Regions from separate parts of the Sus scrofa genome. Here all the other regions are linked to region 1. A link is a contact called in public HiChIP or PLAC-seq data. All regions are on one chromosome and are shown on one strand. Each heading gives the region's core, a stretch centred on a gene start, on an enhancer-like site or on the middle of the called end of the contact. The rest is flanking DNA. Distances are from core to core; before and after follow the strand shown. Region 1 overlaps MANSC1 (MANSC domain-containing protein 1). Region 2 overlaps ETV6 (transcription factor ETV6). Region 3 overlaps CREBL2 (cAMP-responsive element-binding protein-like 2). Region 4 has its middle 35 kb from the start of CREBL2. Region 5 overlaps LOC110260737 (a long non-coding RNA gene).

Region 1 (2,700 bases), core at 134-2,633:
GGATACCAGTCCAGTTTGTTACTGCCAAGCCATAACAGGAACTCCTAAACTAATATCTTTTAAATGAATTTAAAAAGTGCCGTTTTCATTTTTCTACTAATTAAATGATAAACAGTTTCTCACCAATAGATGTTTCTTTGGTACAGATTTTATGGAGATAGAATTACTGGATTATATTACCCATAACTTCTTCAATATTCTTTAATTGCGAAACAGATGATACACGTGGGGACTACACACTGACAGTGGAAGAAAGGACACAATGAAGACAGTGAGAAGGGATCATAGAAGCGGATGTGATGGTCCAACTTCCACCTGATGGGAGCTCTTGAAGGAGAAACAAACCTTTCCAATTGGAAACTCAGACTGGGATGTCCATTTCCTGTTGGCTACATCCCTGGGTGTCTAACACACTCTGCTATGTTCTGGGTGATGAAAAAAGGGCAACAGTGGGAAGCTACATCCACATGACACAGTAGGTCCCCAATGCTTTTAGCCAAGAATATATACAGACGTGAAGGGGCCACAGTCGGGGCAGCCACTCCGGCCACCAGGAAGCCCAGAAAGGGCAGGAGAAGAACAAGACTCTTTCCACACGCGGTAAGATTTCAGGTTCTGAGAAGCCTAATTTGTTCTGTGCCATGGTCTTTTTAAAAAATTATGATTTTAAAAAAGTTTTGGGAGTTCCAGTCATGGCTCAGCAGTTAACGAATCCAGCGAGCATCCAGGGGGATGTTGGTTCGCTCCCTGGACTCACTCAGTGGGTTGGGGATCCAACATTGCCATGAGCTGTGGTGTAGGTCGCAGACGTGGCTTGGATTCTGCATTGCTGTGGCTGTGGCAGTAGGCCAGCACTACAGCTCAGATTCGAGCCCTAGCCTGGGAGCCTCCATGTGCCGTGGGTGTGGCCCTAAAAGGACAAAAACAACAACAAAAAATTGTGATAAAATATACCACACACCATCTACCACTTTAACCCCTTTGAAGAGTAAAGTTCACGGGCACTGAGAATATTCACATAGTTGTGCAGCCATCGCCATCCTCCATCTCCAGAACTTTTTCATCTGGCAAAACTGAAACCCTGTCCCTTGGCTGCCAATCATTTTATACATGGGCTTGTATCCCTGTTTAGGAAGAATTTACACAAGCAATCCGTGCTTTATGCTCCTATTTTAAGGGAATGTTTGCTACATCAGGTTTTCCTGGTTCATGAACAAAACTCAGACACAGCCTCGCCAGGGGACAAAGCTGAATCCGTGTCCAGCGCCCTGGGCAGCATCCTGGCCCAGAGAACCCCGCTTGCACCCTCCCTCCCAGCCCTAAACTGCTTCTCCGCAAATCTTCCCCAGTAGAGGGCGCTGTCATCCTCTAGACGCTCTAGCCAAAAACTCAAACTCGCTTCGCTAGTCTCTTGACCTTGCTCCCCACATCTAAGCCTCTCAGCAAGCCCTGTCAACTGCTACTTGGAAACAGCCCAAATGTTTACTTCCCTCCACCTCATCCCTGGTCCCCAAGGCCACCTCCCTTCACTTGGATCTCATCCTACCCACTTGTCCCCTGGCTGCTTGTTGCATCATTGTCCATTCCCAATAGAGCGGTCATGGTGAGCTTTGAGAAATCACCTTTAAAACACCACGGTACATGCCTGCTGAAATCTTCCAATGGCTTCCCATCGCCCACCTAAAATAAAATCGCCTTATGCCATACAAAGGCTGATGTGATGGTTGCTTTTCTTACTGCCTGCATATCACTCTGTACATGGTTCACTATGAGTCAGCCAGCTGAGATTGGAGGGTTTCCAAAACCACTATGCCTCAGGATATTGGAATAGGCTGTTCCCTCTGCCTGGAGGGTCCTTCCACAATCTTCTCACATCTGGCTCAGATCTCAGTTTAGGGGTTTCCTCTTCACAGATGGTTGCATTGATCACCTAATCCAGAACGTCCACTCAGCGATGATCTATTATCTTGTCTGAGCTCAATTAGCTTCATAGCCCTGGTAACTCTATTTTTTGATTGTTTATTAAGGTTACCGTCTCGTTCTCCTAAAATAGCAATTTCAGAGGTGAGAACCTTGTTTTTCATGCTCAGTGTCGTACTTTTGTATTCTTAGAGTGTAAAAAGTGATTGGTGGATAGGAGATGCGAAATAAAATTTGTTGCGTATTGAATAAATGAACAAAGAGAACAGTATTAATACCTAAGGGCATTGACAACAAAAACTTCCTAAAATTTAAAGGAAATTCGGCACCTGAAAGCATTTCCTCCTGAAAAATTAACAAGCCAACATCTCACCAAGACTTATCCAAATAATCATATTATTTTTACTTATCTTCTGTATTCTGAGCAAATATGTAACTTCCAAGTACGGAGACTATATTTCCAGTGCTCTGCACAGATTTGACATATGGAAGATTCTCAATGAATACTTTTTTTTTTTTTTTTTGCTTTTTAGGGCTGCACTAGCAGCATGTGGAGGTTCCCAGGCTAGGGGTCTAATCAGAGCTACAGCTGCCAGCCTACACCACAGCTACAACAACGTGGGATCCAAGCCACACCTGTGACCCACATCACAGCTCACGGCAACACCAGATCCTTAACCCACTGATCGAGGCCAGGGATCGAACCCACAACCTCCTGGTTCCTAGTCAGATTGGTTTCCGCTGAGCCATGACGAGAACTCCATCAATAAATACTTTTTA
Region 2 (2,700 bases), core at 34-2,533, 460 kb before region 1:
AAGCATGAATGGGGAAATGTGATCCTGGGGTGTGAGAGAAACTTGATCTTAGCCTGTGCTCTGCCCTGGAAATTTCCTAGTCAAACCCCAAGACTTTAACCAAAGGCAGAGTTTTGTTTTTTAGGGTCTACTAGTTAATCATTATATATTGTGATTAAATTGGGTCCAAAAAAAAAATTTTTTTTTTGCTTTTGACTATTTAGGGCTGCACCTGTGGCAAAGAGAAGTTCTCAGGTTAGGAGTGGAATCAGAGCTGCAGCTGCCGGCCTACACCCCAGCCACAGCAACGCAGGATCTGAGCCACATCTGTGACCTACACCATAGCTCATGGCAACACCAGATCTCCGACCCACTGAGCAAGGCCAGGGATCGAACCCACATCCTCATGGATACTAGTCGGATATGTCTGCTCCGCCACAACGGGAGCTCCAATTGGGTCAAATGTGGGTGAATTTTGGAGACACTTTTCTAATGAGAAAAGAAGCTGAGAAAAGAAATCAGCCCTTTTTTGTGACCATCACATTCACAGTCCTAATTTGTGGGGGACTCTTTGGTAGTGAGAAGAAGGGCTGGTTTGTATCTAGAAGAGGTCTACAGAGAGAAGGGTTTGGGATCAGAAAGTACTTTCAGAATGAGGTCCCAACCAGACCTGGGTCTTCCCACTGACCGATTACTTGCGGCTTTTCCTCTCTCTTCCTTGTGTGTTTCTCTCCCATATCAAGACCTTCAGACCAAGGGCAATGTGGATTATTTCCCAGTTTTCCAGCTGGGCCGTTCACCAAGAACAAACCCAGACATCAAGGCCAGACCGAAAAAAAAAAAAAAAACTTCTTGTTTTAGACAGAAGACTCCTACATCTGGGGGATTTAATGCACCCACTGTCCTCTCAGTGCACTTCCTGTGTCCGGAGCTTCTCTGCCTGCCGCCTCTGGTCTCATAAGTTTCCATACCCCGCTGCCAACTTATAATAACAGAGGCAGCAGGGCAGCAACGTCAGAATCCACTCCAAACGTGGGCACGTGCTTTGCAACCTGAAACAAAGCTTGGAAGGGCTCAAGGCAGACCTTTCGGCCTTGACAGTGGTTGTGCCCAGACCACCAGGAGCCTGGAATTAAATACCCTTAGATCCAGTTCTCTGCCATTAATGTTATCAGCTTCATCAAGTACTTCCTCTTTCAGTGGTGTCTGCCGAGAAATAAATAAATCAAGCTCCTCCGAGTCCTGTTCCTGCCCAGATCCTGAGTCAGAAGTAAGATCTGAGCTGGATTGTCCAGAGCACTATCTCCCTCCGTCATTGTTCCCAAAATCTAGGCAGGAACAGAGAGTGAAATTTCTCCAGGACATTACATCAGTTCCTCTTTTCCCCTTAGCATGAAAGTTCTTCCTCTCGCAGCCCTCCCCGACTTCCTAAGGCTTGTCCTGAGTGCACACCCATCCACTGAGCCTTGAAACCCAGGACATCAAAGAAAGCCTGCAGGTAACCAGACGACTGGCCACCGCCTGTGTCCGTTTGGAAATTTGTAAGACAGGAAATGGATTCGGGAAATGGGATTTTGAAATACATCGTCTTCATCATCCTTGAGTGTTTTTAAACCTGAATAAGTTTAATGAAAGGGAGACGTTCTGTAAATGGCATTTAGAAGAAAATATATGAAACTTCAAAATGCAGCTGTCTTAAATATGGCTTCCCGTGATCATATTCGGTGACAAATGAGACGTGAACCATGGACAAAAGATAAATTCATTTTTGTGGAGGGCAGAATTGATCCATATTAGCTCTGAAAAGAAAACGTGCCTCATCCCTGAGAGATCACAGATCATGTCTATCATACTAATTATCGCAGCTATTAAATAAGTTAATTCCACGGGCCCAATCGGTACCCTGTAAGTATTTACTTGCACTGAGGTTAAAGTGAGGAAGTTGGTACTTGTCATCCCAACCTGTATCTTGCAAGGTTGAGTACTTTAAATCCCTTTATAAAATTATAATCAGAGATCCTTCACATCTCCTGAAAACGAATAGCACCTCAGTATCATCAGCTATTTTATGAATGTGCACATTTTTCCAACAGTCTCATAAGAGTTTTTATAGTTGATTTGAATCACAACCCAAGCAAGTCTGTCTGTACTTTGCAGATGGTTTGATGTGTCTCTTAAGTCTTTCTTTTTTCTTTTTAGGGCCGCACCCTCAGCACATGGAAGTTCACAGGCTAGGTAGCAATCAGAGCTGCAGCTGCCAGCCTACACCACAGCCACAGCAATGCCAGATCCTTAACCCACTGAGCAGGGCCAGGGATCAAACCCACATCCTCATGGTTACTAGTCAGGTTAGTTTCCACTGAGTCACAGTGGGAACTCCTCTTAAGTATTTTTTAATCTATATATAGGTCTCCATTTCTATCTTTCTAGTGCGTATGCTTGCACACTCTCTCTCTCTTTGCTAGCTGTTTAAGAAAGAAGGTGGCCATGTTAATGTAACTTTTCCCCTGTATATGGTATAACCTTTTTTCCCCCCTCTGGTTGCTTTCAAGATTTTCTCTTTATCTTTGGTTTTTAGCAGTTTGACTGTGTGCCTGGATGTAGCTTTCACTGTATTTATCTTGCATGGGATTTACTGAGCTTCTTGGATCAGTATGTGTATTTGTGGTTGTTGTTGCTACAAATTTGAGGACAATTGGCCATTATTTCTTCAATTTTTTT
Region 3 (2,700 bases), core at 81-2,580, 280 kb after region 1:
CTTTTCCAGTTTCTTTGTTATAGGTCCTTTTAGATTTTCTATTTCTTCTTGAGTCAGTCTTACTACTTTGTGACTTTCCAGAAATTTGTCAATTTCAACCACGTTATCTAGTTTTGGGGCATGTAATTTTTCATAGTATTCCCATATAACCATTTTTACTTTGGTGAAGTTAATAGTGATGACTTCTCTCTCAGTCTTGATTTTAGAGTTTTGAATGTTTTCTCTTGGTCAGTCTAGGTGAAAGTTTGTCAATTTTTTTGGTCTCTCAGAAGAACCAGGTGGTGTTTTTTTTTTTTTCCTGTTGTTTTTCTAGTCTCTGTTTCATTTATCTCTACTCTAATATTATTTCTTTCATCTACTTGCTTTGGGTTTAATTTGCTCTTTTTTCCCCTAGTTTCTTAAAGTAGAAAATTAGGTTATTGGTTTTAAAATATTACTTCTTTCTTTATTTAGATGTTTATAGCTCCTGGGCACTGCTTTAGCTTTATCTCATAAAGTTTTGGTATGTTTTCCTTTTCCTTCATCTTAAAGTATTTTTTAAATTTCCCTTATGAGCTCTTCTATGACTCATTGGTTATTTAGGAATGTCTTTTTTTTAATCTGTCATATTTATTAAATACTTATTGTGTACTAAGATAAAATATATGTGACCAAGTCCCTGGTGCTTACTTTCTGAAAATCATGATCTGTAGTTTTTAACTTATTTCAAAGGAGAAAGTGTTAAAAAAGTTAGCAGAAAAGTAGATTTTCATTCTTACTTGCTTATGATAAATAGACTTTAACATTTTTAATATCTAATGAAGACAGACTTAGTATTACAGAGGCCCTACTGAAATCTAACATCTCTAATATCCTACCTTTGTGAAGTACGTTCTCTGTGCAGGGCAAGACAAAATCAATGGCTGGCAGGTTTCTTTTCTTAGCAGTTGGGGTTAGGTGGACAGGCCTTGTGTTTCCCTTTGTACCTTTGGTCCCCAGCTCACAAGTGTGTTTTGGGGAGGAACAGGAGGTAACATGGATAGCCAATAAAGAGGTACATTGTTGTAAAAATAGCTGTTTAAAATTTCATATCGCTTTATGTCAGGAGAAATAAAATTAGAACAGAAAATAAATTTGGGGGTTATTTTCATAGTTTTCTTTGGAGTTTGTGTTGGTGCATAAAAATCAGTACTTTTCTTTAGCTACAATAATGTGCTTCCTCACAGAAGACATAGGAGAGCGGGGGGGGGGGGTGAAAAAGAAAATGTGGTTATTACCGAGTTTGTGAAAATTTTAAGAAACACTGGTAAGACTTAACTTGTGGCTCAGAGATCTTTAAGGAATTTGTGAGGTTGATTTCAGTTTTAGTTTCTGGTTCTTAATTTCTAATTAACTTCCCTTATCTGTCCCCCAGTCTTTATGGCTTATGAAATATATAAAATTCATTTGTTAGGACAACTTAGTATACTAAGCTACATTTGTATAATACTCTCTTTCTTTTTACAAAGTGCTTTCATACATTATTTTACCTAAGATTTACAGAAATGCTGTGATGTGCTTGACTCTTGGAAACCGGTACACTAATCAGATTTTAGCTAGCACCAGAAGCCAAAAATTCAGTTTATTACTGAGGAAATATTAAGCTAGAGTAGTGGTGGTTTTAAATGTAATTTTACAGATGACATAAAATGAAAGAGCCCTGGGTTGCCTTCCTACTTTAAAAAAAAAGTAATAAAACACTTCCAATTTAAGTATTTTGCTACCATGAAAACTAAACAAAGGGTTATAACTTTTATTTGATTTTTATGACTATGCTAGGTTTGTATAAAAAAATCAATGAAATCTTTGAAGTACACTGTGTCCTCTCACTGGCTTCTGAAAGGCAGCCATTCCTGAATTCCATTCCTGAATTAATTAAAAGCAGCAGTATATGAGATATTAGATTATAGCAGGGTGTGATTGATGACTCATTTTAATGCCTAAAGAATAGATGTGATTACTGTTTATTTCACTATAGACATGAGTTTAGACATGACTGTACTTGAAGCAGCGCAGTCACACACAGATTGCTAGGGATGGAATTGTTTGCCAAAGAAATTTCTGGCCTTTCCCTTTCCACATAAGGTTTTTTTGAAGAAAGGAACTGGGACAAGAGATCTGTCATGTAGTTAAGGTGACAAGAAATCTTATTAAATTTCAGTCTGGTTTGACAGTTGCTTGTCCTTACGATTTTTTGAAAGTGGAATTTAGTTTCACAAAAACTATGTGGAAACCAAGCCAGAGATAAGGATTCTTCCCTGATGCAGGTTAGGTAAATATAGTGCTTCTTAAAAACTACGTCAGTAGCAAATACACTTTATTCTAATGTAGGGTGATTTCAAAATATTTTATTACAATTTTACAGTTGATGTAATGTAAGGATAATTTAAAATTTAGTCCATGGTAATATTTGGTCCACTAGTCATCCTACAATTGCTAATTATATATTCGACTCTGAAGAAAAGTTTCTTGAGGTGTATATTATTATTTGGGGGGGAAATGTGATGATGCAGAATAGGAAAGCTTTAAAATACCAGTTTTTGAAAAGTTGCAACTAATTTGGGAATAGTACTCAAGTAGCTAGCGTTTAAGATGGTGGTGTAAAGAAAAGATATTTTCTCAGAGCCTCAGAGTATTCGATCTCATTTCAGAACCCCCTTAAAATGCTAGATGCAGTAGCTA
Region 4 (2,700 bases), core at 154-2,653, 290 kb after region 1:
AATACTTTTATTTATTTTTTTTTGGAAGGTCACCCCCCACCTGGCCTTTTTAGGGCCACACCTGCTGCATATGGAAATCCCAGGCTAGGGGTCGAATCAGAGCTGCAGCTGCCAGCCTATGTCACAGCCACAGCAACACAGGATTGGAGCTGCATCTGTGACCTACACCACAGCTCATGGCAACACCAGATCCTTAACCCACTGAGCGAGGCCAGGGATCAAACACCCACCCTCATGAATACTAGTTAGGTTCATTAACCACTGAACCACAACGGGAACTCCTAAAGCAATATTTTTAAAGAGGCTTATTCTAGTAAGTCAGACAGAAAAAGATAAATATGTGAAATTGTTTATATGAAGAACCTAAAAAAAAGAAACGAATGAAATTATTTACAAAACAGAAACAGGCTCACACAGAAAATAAATGCATGGTTACCAAATGGGAAAGGAGTGGGAGGGATAAATTAGGAGTTTGGGATTAACACATGCACACTACTATATATAAAGTAGTTAACCACGAAGGCCCTACTGTAGAGCACAGAGAACTGAACTCGATGTTCTACAATAACCTAGATGGGAAAAGAATCTGAAAAAGAATATATATCTGAAGCTCTTTGCTGTATATCTGAAACTAACACAACATTGTAACTCGACTATCCTTCAATTAAAATAATAATGATAATAGTAATAATAAGAGGCTTCTTCTGAGAATGAAGACAGAGCTTTTGAACATAAGTGTTCAGCTGAGCAAAAAGTTCAGAATGGCCCAGATTAAAGGGTCTCAAAAATTAGAGGGTCTGATGGAAATGAGATGGGCCAAAAATGAATTTAACCTAAAATAAACGTAACTGTCTGTTTACCAGAACACAGGAACCTTTAGGCAAAGTCTAAATTACACTGCTATGGAAAGTCCATGAATTCTCAGAGTCAAATAATAAATGGAGAAAAGAGAGGCCCTGGTAAGTGTGGATGGCACAACTGTGAGTTTGGTGACATGTTGGGGTTTTGGGAAAATCCTACCATTTGTAAAATGGGTTTAAAATAATATTTTGACTAGTGATTTCATGCCTCTAAAGGGTGTTTGTTATTTGGAATTTTTTCTGATGTTCAGATGCTTTATGTTTTGTTTTGGTTTTGGTCACACCCACAGCATGTGGAAGTTCCTGGGCCAAGGAACCATAGCAGTGACCCAAGCTGCTGCAATGACAATGCGGGATCCTTAACCCGCTGCACCGCAAGAGAACTCCAGATGATTGGTGTTCTGAACACACTGATTCCTTAGTCCATAGCTGCTTCTGGTGCTCAGCGATTTCCACTATCTTGTTGCTATGAGACAAGACCTCCTGGAAACCTCAGGTATGAACAGATGGACTCTGCCTGCTGGCCACAGTGCCACCACGCGGTCGCTCTGCGAACAGCTGGACGAAGTCTGTTTCCATGGCTCTCACGTCACAGCCCTCTAAGGCTGTCTCTGTTCCAGAGGAATCAGCAAGTTCACTGAACAGTGGGGAAAGGTTTATTCTCTTCAAATTCTTCTGAACACAGTGAGGATTTTTCTTTACCCTCCAATCAATGAATCATGCCGCAACCAGCAGAATGACAGAGTTAAAGAATGCTGGACTGGTTGGTAGAAGGCATTTTATGTGACCCCCTAATATGACCTCTTGGACTTAATTTCCTCTACCAAACAATGAGGGGTTTGCTTGGGTTAGGTCTCCCAGCATCTCGCCTCTTGCCCTTCTCAGTCTAATTCTTTGCTTCTTTTACACATGGTTCTTAGAGAAGAGCGTAACCTTGAGCTGGTCCTGGCCCAGCAACTCCAACACAACTTGCTTCTGTTGCTTCAAAGTGAGTCTGGCAGGTGGCAGCAAGACTGGGGAGGCAGACGGTGCGGGGAGGTGAAGCAAAGCCCTGTGTCCACCAGAAGAGGCAAATTGCCACCCTTATCTGGCAAATGACTGCTCCCCACAAGCTTGGGGGAGGACCCTGGGGGTAATGTAGTCCTTGCTGAGAGCTCTGGCCCAGGCATCAGCTCCAGGCATCTTGGGGAGACCTGTGATGGAAGGTCCATGGGGAAGTGCATCCAAAAGGATGTGCTGATGAGCTTTGAGCAACAGGCTGGTGGGATCAGCATTTTTCGCTGAAGATTAGAAAAGGGAAAATTCAAATGCCACCTCAAAGGCTGCATGCCTATGCCCTCCTCTGAAGATCTAGGGGCATCTAGAGCTAGGTAGGGTAGTTGCTCTCCTCTGAACCCTGCTCCCCACTGTTAGCTTGTTTTTCTTTTTTGGCCGCTTCCATGGCACATGGAAATTCCCAGGCCAGGGACTGAATCTGAGGCTTGCTGCAGCAACACTGGATCCTTAACTCACTGTGCCCAGCTGGGAATCAAACCAGTGTCCCCAAAGAGACAAGCCAGAGCATCAACCCACTGTGCCAACAGCAGGAACTCCCCATTACCTTTCTTGAACTCCTGTTTGGAGGCTACATGAATCCACATTAGGATGCACCTCACTGTGTGCCTAATAAGAAGATTGGAGTCGTTTTCTTATTCCCCTCCAGCAGCCTGCCTCCCTGGGACCTAACTCTGGTGCTCAGCAGGTAAGTGTGAGTTACAGTGAATTGTATTCTTGTATTGCTAAGACTTAAGCAAATCGTCACCAGTCTGTGCATTACATCAAGTTTCCTCCAAGTTCAAAA
Region 5 (2,700 bases), core at 127-2,626, 370 kb after region 1:
CTCCAAGTCCATGATTTTCTTTTCTGAGGAGATGTTCATTTGTGCTGGATATTAGATTCCAGTTATAAGTGATATCATATGGTATTTGTCTTTGTCTTTCTGGCTCATTTCACTCAGTATGAGATTCTCTAGTTCCATCCATGTTGCTGCAAATGGCATGATGTCATCCTTTTTTATGGCTGAGTAGTATTCCATCGTGTATATATACCACATCTTCCGAATCCAATCCTCTGTCGATGGACATTTGGATTGTTTCCATGTCCTGGCTATTGTGAATAGTGCTGCAATGAACATGCGGGTGCATGTGTCTCTTTTAAGTAGAGCTTTGTCCGGATAGATGCCCAAGAGTGGGATTGCAGGGTCATATGGAAGGTCTATGTATAGATTTCTAAGGTATCTCCAAACTGTTCTCCATAGTGGCTGTACCAGTTTACATTCCCACCAACAGTGCAGGAGGGTTCCCTTTTCTCCACAGCCCCTCCAGCACTTGTTATTTGTGGATTTATGAATGATGGCCATTCTGACTTGTCAAAATCCCTAGTCTTACACTGGGATCCTTCAGATAAGGTGTGGGAAAGAAAGTCCAGACTCACACCTTTGAATTTCTTTGCCATGCTGCTCAACATACACAATATAAAACATGTTTTAAGGGAGTTCCCATTGTGGCTCAGCAGGTTAAGAACCTGAGACAGTCTCCATGATGATGCTGGTTCTATCCCTGGCCTTGCTCAGTGGGTTAAGGATCTGGTGTCGTCACAAGCTTCAGCATTGCAGATGTCACTCAGATCCAGCATTGCTGGGGCTGTGGTGGAGGCCAGCAGCTCCAGCTCTGATTGGACCCCTCGCCTGGAAACATCCATATGCCACAGGTGCGGCCGTGTGAAAAAAAAAGAAAAAGGAAGTTTTAAAACTTAGCCCTTAGTAAGTGAAAGGGATGTGAGGTCTTTGGACTGTGAGAGCAGATGCTGATCATAACTGATTGATTTCAGGTTTGGAAGGAGCACCCAGGCAAGTCCTATGCTAACTCCGAGGACCAATTCCCTCTCTCCCCAGCTACCCTGGGGTCAGCTAGTATTGTCTTCATTGTCAGAAGGAACTGGTTGCTTGTGTTTTTTAAGGCCCAGTCCATATTTTGCCCTTGGCGAGTTCAGGTGGTGTGAAGTTTCTAAGCTAAGAACAACTCAGGAGTGAATATGGAAACATTTTCTTCAAAAAACTGAACAGCTGGATTCAATGTTCGCAAATACTCTGGCTAAAGGATTCATTATTTACATATTTGGTTTTGGAAAGAGACTTCAAAAGAGAGGTAGTAAAAACGGACAACCCGCGAGGATTTTTTAATTGAAGATTAGTAAGAGGGCGCCCTCTGCTGGCTAAACCTGTATAGCGATTAAGAGTTGATGTGCTTCCCTTAAGTTTTTACTGGTGTGGGCAAACGGATCGTTCACAGTTTGTTCATCATTTCAGCTAACAACTCAGATTCTTTTGGAACTGGTCTAGGGGACCTGTAATGCCCAGCCCCAATCACAGGTGTTTCTGTTTCAGTCTTTGGTGGTAGTCTTTCATATTTCTCAAACACAATAGCTCTAAGAATCAGCTCCAGCCAAAACCAGCCCCCAAATACCTACTGCATCTTAGCTCCTTTGTTTCCTTTCTATCTTTTGCCCTCCACCTCCCTTCCTCCTCTCTGCCAGCAAAATAAAATACAGCAAATCTTTGCTCAAAAGAAAGAGCTCCTGATGGAAAGTGAGAAGGAGGGAACAAAACCCTTATCTCTAGCGTATCTTCACCTGGCTGGTGAAGCCTGGGCCCCAGGCTTGGGTTAGGTACTCAAGAAGAGCTGTGAATCCCATTAGCATCTAGTGATGGATTCTGGAACAGGCACCGTGGGAATAGACGATTTGGTGAATGGGAGACCTGAGGCTGCAGAACCGAAGCGGTGGTTACATGGGAGGAGAAAGGGGAATGTATCTGTGAGACTTTTTGTTTGTCAACAATAAGTGTCAGGCTCTGGGTGACACCTGGGACATGCTAATTCTGTTTCTTGCTTTTCCTCTCTACAATTTTTTTTTTTTTTTTGGTCTTTTTTGGCTGCACCCTCAGCATATGGAAATTCCCAGACTAGGGGTCAAAAGGGAGTTGCAGCTGCTGGCCTATGCTACAGCCACAGCAATGCGAGATCAGAGCCTGTGACCCACACTGCAGCATGTGGCAATGCTGGATCTTTAACCCACTAAGTGAGGCCAGGGATCGAACTTGCATCCTCATGGAGACTCTGTCCCGTCCTTAACCCACAGAACCACAATGGGAACAACATTTCACCTGCTTTTCTAAGGCCCCCACTCCTCTCTGCTGCACACAGAGAACCCAGGCCCATCAGCATGGCCACGAGGCAGCTTCTCTTGACCAGTCCTGGGTAAACTTTCTTCTACTCACCTTATTTCTTCTGTTTATGCCTTATTAGGGCACTAACAAATCACTTGACTCACAGATTTACCAAAAGACATTTGTAGGCTTTTATTCTTCTCTAAAATGCCTCCTGACCTTGGCATTTCTATGCTGCTTGATAGTGTTGAGTATTTTTCATGGATGCCTTAAGTTTCCATTTGTTAGACATTGCCTTGTACTTATTTGAAATCTCTCCCTCAGCATAATACAGTATCTTTTATTGGAAATATACTCCCTTAACAGAATAAATCT

Evidence for each region. HiChIP or PLAC-seq counts read pairs in DNA pulled down with a chosen protein or histone mark.
Region 2: a contact with region 1 is called in an H3K27ac HiChIP or PLAC-seq map of alveolar macrophages. The contact joins two enhancer-like sites. A contact is called at or near these places in 1 of 5 promoter capture datasets (fetal skeletal muscle), 1 of 47 Hi-C or Micro-C datasets (epiblast stem cells) and 1 of 2 datasets of contacts at active chromatin or transcription factors (alveolar macrophages).
Region 3: an H3K27ac HiChIP or PLAC-seq map of alveolar macrophages shows a contact between it and region 1. The contact joins two enhancer-like sites. A contact is called at or near these places in 1 of 5 promoter capture datasets (liver) and 1 of 2 datasets of contacts at active chromatin or transcription factors (alveolar macrophages).
Region 4: a contact with region 1 is called in an H3K27ac HiChIP or PLAC-seq map of alveolar macrophages. The contact joins two enhancer-like sites. A contact is called at or near these places in 2 of 5 promoter capture datasets (fetal liver and liver), 1 of 47 Hi-C or Micro-C datasets (embryonic fibroblasts) and 2 of 2 datasets of contacts at active chromatin or transcription factors (alveolar macrophages and skeletal muscle).
Region 5: a contact with region 1 is called in an H3K27ac HiChIP or PLAC-seq map of alveolar macrophages. The contact joins two enhancer-like sites. A contact is called at or near these places in 1 of 5 promoter capture datasets (liver), 1 of 47 Hi-C or Micro-C datasets (embryonic fibroblasts) and 2 of 2 datasets of contacts at active chromatin or transcription factors (alveolar macrophages and skeletal muscle).

What each region holds. Positions count from the first base shown.
Region 1 is chr5:60,089,669-60,092,368 of Sscrofa11.1, reverse strand. The region is part of intron 4 of MANSC1 (MANSC domain-containing protein 1); the gene reads right to left. Among named protein-coding and RNA genes, the nearest start is that of MANSC1, 8.6 kb to the right of the region's middle. Within about 2 kb of position 1,383, at least 12 of the 83 cell types and tissues checked have an H3K27ac peak or open chromatin away from gene starts, as enhancers often do. A contact at or near this core is called in alveolar macrophages, where this site is marked.
Region 2 is chr5:60,551,529-60,554,228 of Sscrofa11.1, reverse strand. The region is part of intron 4 of ETV6 (transcription factor ETV6); the gene reads left to right. Among named protein-coding and RNA genes, the nearest start is that of BCL2L14, 200 kb to the right of the region's middle. Within about 2 kb of position 1,283, at least 26 of the 83 cell types and tissues checked have an H3K27ac peak or open chromatin away from gene starts, as enhancers often do. A contact at or near this core is called in alveolar macrophages, where this site is marked.
Region 3 is chr5:59,813,876-59,816,575 of Sscrofa11.1, reverse strand. The region is part of intron 1 of CREBL2 (cAMP-responsive element-binding protein-like 2); the gene reads left to right. Among named protein-coding and RNA genes, the nearest start is that of CREBL2, 16 kb to the left of the region's middle. Within about 2 kb of position 1,330, at least 2 of the 83 cell types and tissues checked have an H3K27ac peak or open chromatin away from gene starts, as enhancers often do. A contact at or near this core is called in alveolar macrophages, where this site is marked.
Region 4 is chr5:59,794,849-59,797,548 of Sscrofa11.1, reverse strand. No RefSeq gene overlaps it. Among named protein-coding and RNA genes, the nearest start is that of CREBL2, 35 kb to the left of the region's middle. Within about 2 kb of position 1,403, at least 6 of the 83 cell types and tissues checked have an H3K27ac peak or open chromatin away from gene starts, as enhancers often do. A contact at or near this core is called in alveolar macrophages, where this site is marked.
Region 5 is chr5:59,715,642-59,718,341 of Sscrofa11.1, reverse strand. All of the region lies in intron 1 of LOC110260737 (a long non-coding RNA gene), which reads left to right. Among named protein-coding and RNA genes, the nearest start is that of CDKN1B, 19 kb to the left of the region's middle. Within about 2 kb of position 1,376, at least 6 of the 83 cell types and tissues checked have an H3K27ac peak or open chromatin away from gene starts, as enhancers often do. A contact at or near this core is called in alveolar macrophages, where this site is marked.